2 separate regions of the Mus musculus genome follow, and region 1 is linked to region 2. The links are chromatin contacts, called in public HiChIP or PLAC-seq maps. All regions are on one chromosome and are shown on one strand. The core of a region is the stretch at or near the end of the contact, and the rest is flanking DNA. Distances in the headings are between cores, read along the strand shown.

What was found. HiChIP or PLAC-seq counts read pairs in DNA pulled down with a chosen protein or histone mark.
Region 1: an H3K4me3 HiChIP or PLAC-seq map of embryonic limb bud shows a contact between it and region 2, with 5 times the contacts expected there. The contact joins the promoter of Tgfb2 here to the enhancer-like site in region 2. A contact is called at or near these places in 6 of 39 promoter capture datasets (the 3T3-L1 cell line, the HPC-7 cell line, the SN4741 cell line and 3 more), 1 of 15 datasets of contacts at CTCF or cohesin (the NIH/3T3 cell line), 5 of 484 Hi-C or Micro-C datasets (cerebral cortex, embryonic fibroblasts, embryonic stem cells and 1 more), 11 of 115 datasets of contacts at active chromatin or transcription factors (astrocytes, cardiomyocytes, craniofacial prominence and 7 more) and 2 of 9 other capture datasets (adipose tissue and embryonic stem cells).

Annotation. Positions count from the first base shown.
Region 1 is chr1:186,702,346-186,707,544 of GRCm38.p6, reverse strand. Tgfb2 (transforming growth factor, beta 2) reads left to right here and starts at 1,556. Exons shown (of 7, transcript NM_009367.4): 1 at 1,556-3,116. The coding sequence starts at 2,771. It overlaps Gm35655 (a long non-coding RNA gene), which reads right to left. Exons shown (of 2, transcript XR_373811.4): 1 at 4,314-5,199; 2 at 3,742-4,018.
Region 2 is chr1:185,830,788-185,836,395 of GRCm38.p6, reverse strand. No RefSeq gene overlaps it. Among named protein-coding and RNA genes, the nearest start is that of Gm35023, 210 kb to the right of the region's middle. Within about 2 kb of position 2,010, at least 10 of the 459 cell types and tissues checked have an H3K27ac peak or open chromatin away from gene starts, as enhancers often do. A contact at or near this core is called in embryonic basal ganglia and embryonic limb bud, where this site is marked.

The sequences.
Region 1 (5,199 bases), core at 307-2,806, 870 kb before region 2:
GTGGTGGTGGTCGAACCCGTCTGCCTGGGGCTGACCTTGAAGGAAGAAGTCTGCCAATAATGGAGGTTTTTAGAATCATTTAGGTGCGTGTTGGAACAATTCATTCATGCCAGGGTGTTCCTCAGGGCCAGTGGAGTAGAAGAATTTTGTGTTCAAGGTGGGTGGGGAGATGATAATTCAAGAGAGAGTTTTCTGCAGGAATCTTAGAACATAGAACATGACTGTGGGGGGGTCTTGATTCTGTAAGAGGGCAGTAGATTATTCTGCAGCTCCCACACTTACGGAACCCCCGGATCCCTGCTTGTCACATGTTCTGGGACCTTATACTTCTTCCAAGTACATGGTGGGAAAGAACCCAGGAGGTGGGCGGGCTCTCTCTGCAAAACCCAGACCCACCCCTTCCTGTTTTCTGCAACAACAGACCTCACTTCCTATGGCCTCAGTCTCCCTGTCTGTGAAATACAAATAATAATGTTCATTGCTGTATATAATGTATGCCAGCTATATCATTACATATCATTACAGCTCCCTCTAGTAAGAATATAACCCCCCCCACACACACACACACATACACATGTATGCATCCCTAAAGGTTTGATCCTTTTGAACTAGGAAAATGATACTGAGGTCTTAACCTGGGGGAATTCTCAACAGTTTCCAGCTTTAACAACCTGTGTAGTCATCGTGGCCACAGAGTCATCACTAAGATTGAAATGTTGACTTTGACTAAAGGGGAAAGACCAGTGGGAAGAAAGATTCTGTTATCCAACCAGTTTGAGCAAGTTGAAGTAGAAAATGTCAAGTTATGATACTGTGTGACAGGAGACAGCAAACATTTAAAACCCAGGTGTCTTAGATAATGCTGCGACAGGCAGAAGATGGTGGGTCATCCTTGTCTAGGAAGGCTGAGGAGAAAGCCACATGAGCAGGGGCTCACATAAAGAAGGCAACAGTTCCTTTATTCAAAGCAGTGATACAGAGCATGCATTGGGTGAAAGGGACACTTCTGTATTCTGCTGGTTCACAGGCAAACAGGGCTGGATTGTAAACAGGCTAATGAAAAACAACCTGTGGAATCCCGGAGAACTCAAGAGTTAGGTCAGCAGTCTCAGATTGGAAGGCATGTCTTCAGGGCTGGGCTGGAGCTCCATGGAGCACAGTGTGTGTGTGTGTGTGTGTGTGTGTGTGTGTGTGTGTGTGTGTGTGTGTGTGTGTGTGTACACGCCTGTACATGCATGGGCACGCACTCAACACAGGAGGGACTCAGGGAAGCTGCGAATGAGTGATCCCCACCATGTAGAAACGGGATGCTTAGCTGCCTGCCCCTCCACACACAGACCCTTGGTGATCACAGACAGTGACTACTGCAAATTCCTCATGCCAGTCGCCCTCCCTTACTGGCCGTCCCCCTTTTCCACACCCCCTCCAATGGTCCAGAGCTCGTGGTCTTAGTAACAGAGGACTTCTGACTGTAATCCTAGCGCGTCACTTTGTTGAAGGCAAACACGTGGTTTGGGGAGCACATATAAAACTCTGCTCCGGGCAGAATCGTGATGTTATCTGCTGGCAGCAGGTTTGCTCGGAGCAGAGCTGCTGAAACTGCCGGCAGGAGAGCGAGTGGGAGAGAAAGAGAGAAGGCGCTGAGAGCTGAGCTCTGGGGCAGGCGTCAGGGATGGAGAGAAGTATTAGGGTTTAAAGAGCCATTCTGGAGCAACCCATCTGCGGAGAGAAGGATCGGCAGAGGTCTATTTTAGGGTCGCAAGTACCTACTTACCCTAAGCGAGAAAGTGCAACCTTGGTGGAAGCTAGGAGAAGCTAGGGAAGGGTGCGAGTCCCGGGGCAGCCCGCAGCCAACGCGCCCAGGAGGCGGTGTTGTTCCACAGGGGTTAAGGAGGTGGCCGATCGCTGTCGCCCTTGGCCGCCTGGAGCAAGAAAAGGAGGATCTGAAGGACCGAGCTGGAGGCTGGCCCTCTTTGCAGGCAGCAGCGGCGGCTGCAACGTGGAGCGACCCAGCCGGGTGTAGGCCACAGCGCGGCCGGCAGGAGCGGGATCCTCGCCGCCTGCTCCGGCCTCTGTGGATCTCCGGGGCGGACAGTATCCCACCGAGTCTCCGAGTGAGCCGCTCCGGGGCGCATCTGCCTCCCCGCGGCTCGCCAGGCTCGCCCTCGGCGCGCGCGCACGCACGCGCGCACACGCGCACACATCCACACGCACACTCATCCACACACGTGTGGAAGGCAGGGCCGAGCCGCTCGGTCTTTGAACTTCTCAGTTAGAGCCCGGCGCAGCCCCGGCCGCCGCTCAGCGCTCCCCGCGGCCCTGCGTGCCTCCTGCCAGCCCCCGGACCTTCTCGTCTCGTCCCTTTTGGCCGGAGGATCGGAGTTCAGATCAGCCACTCCGCACCGAGCCTGACACACTGAACTCCATTTCTTCCTCTTAAGTTTATTTCTACTTCAGAGCCACTCACCCTCTCCCTTCCAGGAGAAAAAAAAAACAAACCTTTCTTACTCCTTAAAGTGAGAGATTCCCCCCCCACCCCGCCCCAGCATCGCATATTAATATCTCCACGTTGGGAACGCGTTGCATTTTCTTTTTTAAAGGAATCCCAGCCAGGGACGTTTTTCTATTGGGCATTAACTTTCGACTGCTTTGCAAAAGTTTCGTATTAAAAACAACTCTACCTGACCGCTCTGAGAATTACTAGTTTCTTTTTTATATATATTTTTTCTTACTTTAAATAACAACATCAACGTTTCTTCCTTTTAAAAACATGCACTACTGTGTGCTGAGCACCTTTTTGCTCCTGCATCTGGTCCCGGTGGCGCTCAGTCTGTCTACCTGCAGCACCCTCGACATGGATCAGTTTATGCGCAAGAGGATCGAGGCCATCCGCGGGCAGATCCTGAGCAAGCTGAAGCTCACCAGCCCCCCGGAAGACTATCCGGAGCCGGATGAGGTCCCCCCGGAGGTGATTTCCATCTACAACAGTACCAGGGACTTACTGCAGGAGAAGGCAAGCCGGAGGGCAGCCGCCTGCGAGCGCGAGCGGAGCGACGAGGAGTACTACGCCAAGGAGGTTTATAAAATCGACATGCCGTCCCACCTCCCCTCCGAAAGTAAGTACAGTTTCCGTGGTTTTCGACTTTTCCATCCCCGAGTCTAAGGTTGGCCCGGAGCTCCTCAGATCCACAGCAGCCTTAGGCGTTCGCCCTTTCCTCTCCCAGTCCCCGGGTCCTGATCGCTTCGTTTCCGTTCTGTCCTTCGTCCCTTCCACTGCCTTTCCAGTCGTGGGATGGAGAGGGATCCACAGGCTTGCAAACCTTCAACTTCTGTTTTATTTATTTATTTCTCCATAACTCCCTACCCACAAATGCCCCAGACCTTTTAAAAGATGTTTGCATTTCTCCTCTCCCCTGGTCTACCAACTAGCAAATCAGCTCCCTTCTGTCAAAAGAAAAGCGCTTCCCGGGATGACTTATGCTAAGAGACCAAGGTAGACTTTGTTTTCTTTGCCGGGTTGGCATGCAGTGGGGGTGGGGGTGTCCTCCAACTGGTACACAAAGAGTTAAAAAAAGTGCTTCCAAACTAGCCTTCTCAAAGGCGCCCCCCTTCCCTGCTGACCTATCTGGGGACTCCCCAAACCTTTGCTATTGTCTCTCACTCCCCTAAGAATGTCAGCATCAGCAACACCAAGCTGGATTTCGGGCGCACGGGGTGGGGGTCACTCAAAACCCTTAAATCCTCCGGGGGGTCATTTATTGCTCTCTCTGGGTGTTTTTACTCTCAGTCTTCTTGCAGAGCCGCATTGCCAAGTCCCCTTTTGACCTCACGTGGACAGTTAGAAAGAATAAATAAGGTTCTAACTGGGCTCAACTAGGTTTCACTTCCCGTTTTTTCTAGGTAGTCCTCGCTAGCCTGGGAGCAGGTCGTTTTTTCTTAGGGGGATTCTCCATGATCTTTTTCAACCTTGAACTCTGTGTCCCGGCACTTTCACAAGCAGCAGGGTCTTCTGTGTGTTCTGAAATCGAAGATGGGAAAGACAGCTATTTAAAAAAAAATATATATATATATATATTTCCCCGTTTCGCTGGGAGCAATAGCTTCAGAAACAGCTGGCATACAGTAGCAGCGATTTATTGTGGAGCCTTGTGGGGGAAGGGGAGAGTACAGTTAGTGTAGATTTGTTTCAGAGTTCTTTAAAAAGGGGGTGGGGAGGGAGGGAGGGAGGGAGGGAGGGAGAGAGAGAGAGAGAGAGAGAGAGAGAGAGAGAGAGAGAGAGAGAATTTTGCAGCAGCAACAGCACTGAGTGATACCTGAGAGGGTTAAGCACCAGGAAGAAACACTAAAAGAAAGAGAAAAAAAAAAAACTTCAGCATCCCTGTGTTCCAAGTCCCTGTCGTAAACTTCTCATTGGCTGCTCTGTTCTCTCCTCCCCTTTCATGCCCTATATCCTTGCTGGCTGCCTTTGTGAAGTCTCTGTGTCTTGCCTAAATAGATAACGCAGCCATCTTGGTAATTTTATCCCAGAAGTCAGAATTGCAGGGAGGTGCTTTTCTCTCCTAATATTTATTTTTAGTTTGACGAGCCATAGCTGTCTGACTTGCCGCGTCTTGCACTTGGTGCCCTCAGAGCGTTGGTCTACCCATGTGTCTAACCACACTCTTTCTGGTCACTTCTCTTACCCTGTAGTGTTCTCTTGTTGTTTAGTGCCGTAACAGATGCAGGGAACCCTGGCCAGCAGGACGGTTTTATTATTATAGTTACGGCCCTATCCACTACAGTGGATGCGTACAGTCCGCCCTGTTTATTGCTCCTGGGAAATAAGGATTTCTATCTGGGGTGGAGCCACAGTGATGCTAGGGAAGGGAGTTCATTGTAATTAGTCCAGAGCCACTGGGGCTGAGGGACGGCTTGACTCAGTTAGTTTTCTCCCACATACGTGTGTTGATTCTGCAGATGTTTGGGCTGACAGACAGGCATGTGATCCGGGGCTGAATAACTCCTTCTTCGGTGTTTACATGCCAAAGCTCAGATTAGCTGTCAGGAAGTCTGCAAAGAGGACAAAGATCCAATCTCACATTGCATAGGTGTGCAGGGAGCAGGCCACCAGGGGAAGTGCTTCAGTCCAATGGATGAAGGTGAGCAGAGAAGGGACAACCCCAGAACCAAGGTCATGAGCAGGTTAGAAGAACCGCCCAG
Region 2 (5,608 bases), core at 761-3,260:
TGAGACAGAATGGCTCACCAGCCATGGAAGCCGGGCCAGCCGACCACTCAGCGCTAGAGAATTCTGCCTCTCTGAGACTAAGATTCCAAGCACAAGCCACTATGCCTGGCCTTTTCTCTCCATGGATTGTGGAGAGTATACATTCAGGGTCTCGTGTTTGTGAAGCAAGCACTTCACTGATTGAGCCAACTCCTCAGCCTAAATGGCAGACACTTAAAGACACATACTTCTCACACAAGAGGCCAGAGGTGGGAAACTGCTATTATCTCGATAAAGGAAGAAAATAAGGCTTGGGGACTTCAAGAGGCATCCCTACGCTTCTGCCCTCTTCTCTCGGTGCCTAACAGGTACTAATTGCCATTAAGAGGCAGCTCTCGTGTGCAGCATGAGCTTTAAGGCGCTCAAAGCCATATTGTTTTGAGGAATGTAAATATGTGTGATCAGAACATTGAAATGCACACTGGACGCTGTCATTCAACTGGATGGGTGCATCAGCATGGCCACCAATGCTAAGTATGAATGTTTGTCTCTGTAATAATGTGATTGTCATAGAACTCACACCACTTGCCTACTTGTGTCTGAGTGGGAGAACATGTTTTGCCAAACTCAGGGAGAAAATTTTTCAGCTTTTCAAGTTCACTAAGCCTCAATGAGATCTACTCAACTTCGGCTTGGCTACGTGAAAGCATTCACAGAAATGAATATGCATGGTTGTTTTATTTTCAAAAAGACAGCGTGAACTTCAGCCATGGCCAAAGATTTACCCAGCCTATTTAAGATCTAAAATGCTAAAATTTTGTTGTGGAGACTTTGGAATGCAAAAAAAAAAAAAAAAAAAAAAAAAAAAGATGTAGTATATATACAGAAAACAATAAGTTCATACAGATGATAAACACTTTCATGTGACTACTCTCTCTCAATTTTCAAATCAAAAAGCAGCTTTAAAAGGAGACAGCCTGGGACTGCATGTGGCTCAGCAGTGGCAAGCACTTGCTGAGCAATGCTGAAGGCAACACAACACAGCAGATTCCAGACCCATGTGACCAGCCAGGTATCCATCACCTGCCTGTAACCCATCTCAAAGCAGGGGAGAGGCAGAAGCAGAGGTTGGCTAGGGCTTGCTAGCTTTCAGTCTAATAGAGAAAATACAAGCTTCATGATCAGGGCAAGAACCTACCTCAAAAGAAGGGTAGAAAATAACAGGACAGCACAAAGTCAACCCTCTTCTGCCCAGCACTTGCATAGGTGGTTGTAAACACACACACACACACACACACACACACACACACACACTCACACACACATACACACATACATACACACACTCTCACACACACATACACACACACACACACTCACACACACACATACATACATATACATACATACACACACACATAGACACACACACTCACAACACTCACACACATACACACACATACTCTCACACACACTCACACACATACACACACATACTCACACACATATACACACACACATACACACAAACACCCACCAAAGATCTAAAACCTTTGGTGAAGCAAACAATGACTCACTTTGGTACAGATGCCTACGTGTAACTGTACAGTATCCGTGTCCTGTGCACATGTCCCAGAGTTAGAAGTATGAGACTCTCATCATGTTATATTCTAAATTATTTATCCTCTCCATTATATGGAGAAATTACTGTATTGGTAAACAAGGCTTTCATACACACGAATAAAACATATTAAATATTTGGAGACCAGGGGATTCCATCAGGACTTCGTGGCAGTTAATAAATCAACAGAAACCACTTACTGAAACATGTTCACGGGTCCAGTGGAATTCTAAGTAAATACCAGGTTTAAGCATGAAAAGTCAGTTATATTTTCAACGTAATCTAACTTTCAAAGAAGTGTAAAAGATGCCTAAGTGTTAATATTTTATGTTTCCCTGCTCTCAGCAGTAATTGCTGCCCATTAAGAGGAATGCTAAGCCATAGCTGTCAGCACTGGCATGGGACCAAGGAAACACTGAGCCTTCACAGAAGGGGGTTAATTGCTACACGAAGAGGTAATTTATTAAGGAACACTGCAGCCCTCTATGTTTCCCCGTGCGAGGCTGAACGCAGAAAACGTATGTGAATATTACATTTGATAATCAAGGCCTTTTCTATGGGAGACTTCAGAGTTGGCTAAGCTAAACAAAAGGGGGAGTGGGGAGCAAGCAAAAAAAATTCCAACACCATTTTTCTCCCTGGCTCTCATAAAGCTCTCCTTGGTGCCCTCCAGTCTGTTGGCCCTACCACCAGGAAAGTTTGCTACACCATAAACTTCTTGGTGGCTGAAGAGAATGTCTCATGTAACGACCCAGTTGAGGGTTGGCATCTACTGTTCTTTCTTTTATCCAGAGTTGGTGCTTCGGGGTCCTGAGTGTTAAGCTTCATGGTTATCATTTGTCAGATGAATGAGATTTTCAAACCCTTATCACACTGATGGAGGCCATTTGGGCCATCAAGTTCAAATGGATATCATGCAGCTTTTAAAACCTGAGTGTATAGAAAGAACTGGCTCCACACATGTTGGCAGCAATTGCTTCTGTGGCCAACACTTGCCTTGTTGTTTTCCTGGAGTCATTATCTTGTACACAGAGTTCAAGGAGCCAACAACATTATGGGCATATAGTTTAGTTAAGAGTTCCTGGCTGGCCCTGTGCTTTATACAGAGTGGAAGCTGATCAGGCATCCCTCATCTTCATCCCCTCCTTCTTCATATATTTTTCTAGACTTCACCCCATGCCCCACAGTCAAATAATCCACAGTCAGTCCAGATTCAGATCGCCGCACCCCATTTTAGGACTATGCCCTGAACACAAGCCAGATGGTAGGGTCGTCAAGTCTAAATCAGGAGAGAGGACAGGTCGGGCTTCGTTCTATACCTGAGCAACTGCACATACCACTAGTTCCTTCTAAACATCTACCAAATTCCATGATTGCCCTGTCTCTCTTTAACTGATAGTTTGACAAACCAGCCATGTGGTTTTCTTGCAAGGGACAAAAGAAATTACTCTTTCTATAAAGCAGGGGAAGCCATGCATCCAAGCCAAGGTAGAACGATCCTCACTCTCTTCCAGCACATAGAAACTGATTCACCTTGCGTGCTTACCCTCTGAGCATGCTGTCCCTTAGAGATGGGAGAAAATGAGATGAAGAAGTTTGGCTCTTCCAGGATGCAGACACTCAGGACTTCTGAGATCTTAAAGGATCCTGCTCTCTTTCCGATCTCCGTGTTGGATTCCAGACTCTTACATATTTACTACTAAGCATCTTAAATTGCAAATGCAAGCTGTAAACAAAATTATCTTCCAATATTTTAAATTTTCACTCTTTGTGAGTCTCTCTTTTAAGTTGTCTGTGTACTTTCTCTGGCACATGGGCAAACATACACACAGAAGTCAACCTTGGCTGATGCTTAGCAAACGCTGTCCCCTTTGTTGAGTTGAATAAAAAAATCTCCGACTGGTCTGGAACTCACCAAGTGGAGGCTAGACTGGCTGGCTAGTGTGCCCCAGAGTTCTGTCTAAGTCTGTCTCCCCAGTCCTGGAACCTCAAGCACTCATCAGAATAAGGCCAAGAAGATGGTTCAGCCATTTTAAAAAAAATTGTCCTTGCCAGCAGGAAGACCTGAGCTAGCTTCTTAGATGCCACCTTCAAAAACCAGTGTGTGGAGAGTTTCCAGCATTAGTTTTCACTTAGCTTCTCATTCTCGGTGAATTTGAAAATCATTAAAAATAGTTACATTCATAAGATGAAATTCAACATACACACACACACACACATACACACAAACAGAGAGAACACAGTACACACACAGCACACATGCATATGTCCAAGAGCTGGTCTTTATTTTTTCTGACTGACATTTAATGAGACTTTCTGCTGCTTCTTATTTTCTTCAAGTATTCCACTGAGGAACATCTTATCTGCTGGGTCTTGAACTTTATCTTGGGATTTCGCTAAAAGGAATCATTTGACTCATCAGAGTCAACACCCCCTTGTCTTTCTTCATCCTTGTTTTCAATTTTCTTTCTAAGGAATTGGAAGAAAACAGGCAGAGGAGTAGTTAAGCAATCCCAGAACTTTACATGTCACCTGGAAGAGGGCCAGACACATGTAAAGGCCTTCTCTTGCCAAAAACACGCCAGGGACCTCTTAAGCAATCAAGAATTGCTACATGTGTGTGAGAGCTAAACATCTTGAACACAATGGAAATCTGTAATTCAATTATCCTCTGTTCTTGCATGCTTACCCTCTGAGCATGCCGACCCTAGGAACACGGGACTCAGGGATGAAATTGTTGAATGTTCTCCCTTCTGCTCACGTGGAAGCCTGATGGGGAAGGGATGGAAGGCGGCTTGACTGTGTGCTGAAGACTGTGGAGAGAAATGAGAAGGAAAAATGAAAATAATAGAAGGGAAAGCTGCTAAACAAAGTCTAGTCCAAAGTCAGACTACACTGAGACTAGCAGAAGAGAGACAAAGGGAAACACACCAGGAGTGAACTTTACTAACTGATCCGGTTCTCTTAGGGACCACTGACAATTAAGAAGGCTAGGCTGACTCCATGACAGGCTTCAAATTGGCAGATTGGGAGATTAGGCCTAAGAACTGGACAAGTCTAGGCAAATCAGTTACTAGAAGAAAAAAAAATCTGGGATTCCTCTGGAAGAGTTTCTAGCCACCATGTTCCCGGAATGGGTCTGGAATGCCTAGAGGCAGAGCAAGGCAAAGCCCACTGTCTTAGTCAGGGTTTCTATTCCTGCACAAACATCATGACCAAGAAGGAAATTGGGGAGGAAAGGGTTTATTCAACTTACACTTTCATAGTGCTGTTCATCACCAAGGAAGTCAGGACTAGAACTTAAACAGGTCAGGGAGCAGGAGCTGATGCAGAGGCCATGGAGGGATGTTCTTTACTGACTGGCTTCCTCTGGCTTGCTCAGCCTGCTCTCTTATAGAACCCAAGACTACCAGCCCAGAGATGGTCCCACCCACAAAGGGCCTTTCCCCCTTGATCACTAATTGAGAAAATGCCTTACAGTTGGATCTCATGGAGGCATTTCCTCAACTGAAGCTCCTTTCTCTGTGATAACTCCAGCTGTGTCAAGTTGTACACCCACCCACCCTGAGATTCCCCTAATGCATTTTAAATCTAGCCTTTGAGCTCACTTGGTTGTCTCTCTATCTTGGTAATGGAAGACCCTAGCATGCTGGACTTCTGCAGAATAAAACACTCTTTGTGTTTACATATTATTTGAGTCTGGGGTATCACTTGTCAGCAAACTGTGGACCCTTACATTTGGGGGTTCTTGTCCTGGATTCACTAGCGACCCCCTGACCCAAATAGTAGAGTGTTTTTTGATCAATATTTCCAGGCACCTGCTTGTCTTGTCCATATCTGTTCTGTTTCAGTTTAATTCTGTTTCTGGTTTAATCTGGAAGCAGAGAGGGCAAAGTGGATCAGTATTTTGTCATCTGACCAGGGGCAACAGAGGATGCTCCTGACCCCCTTCCAGAAGCAGGAGAACTTGCTAGTTCATATCTGGATTCTGAACTGGCTGTGGGTCTA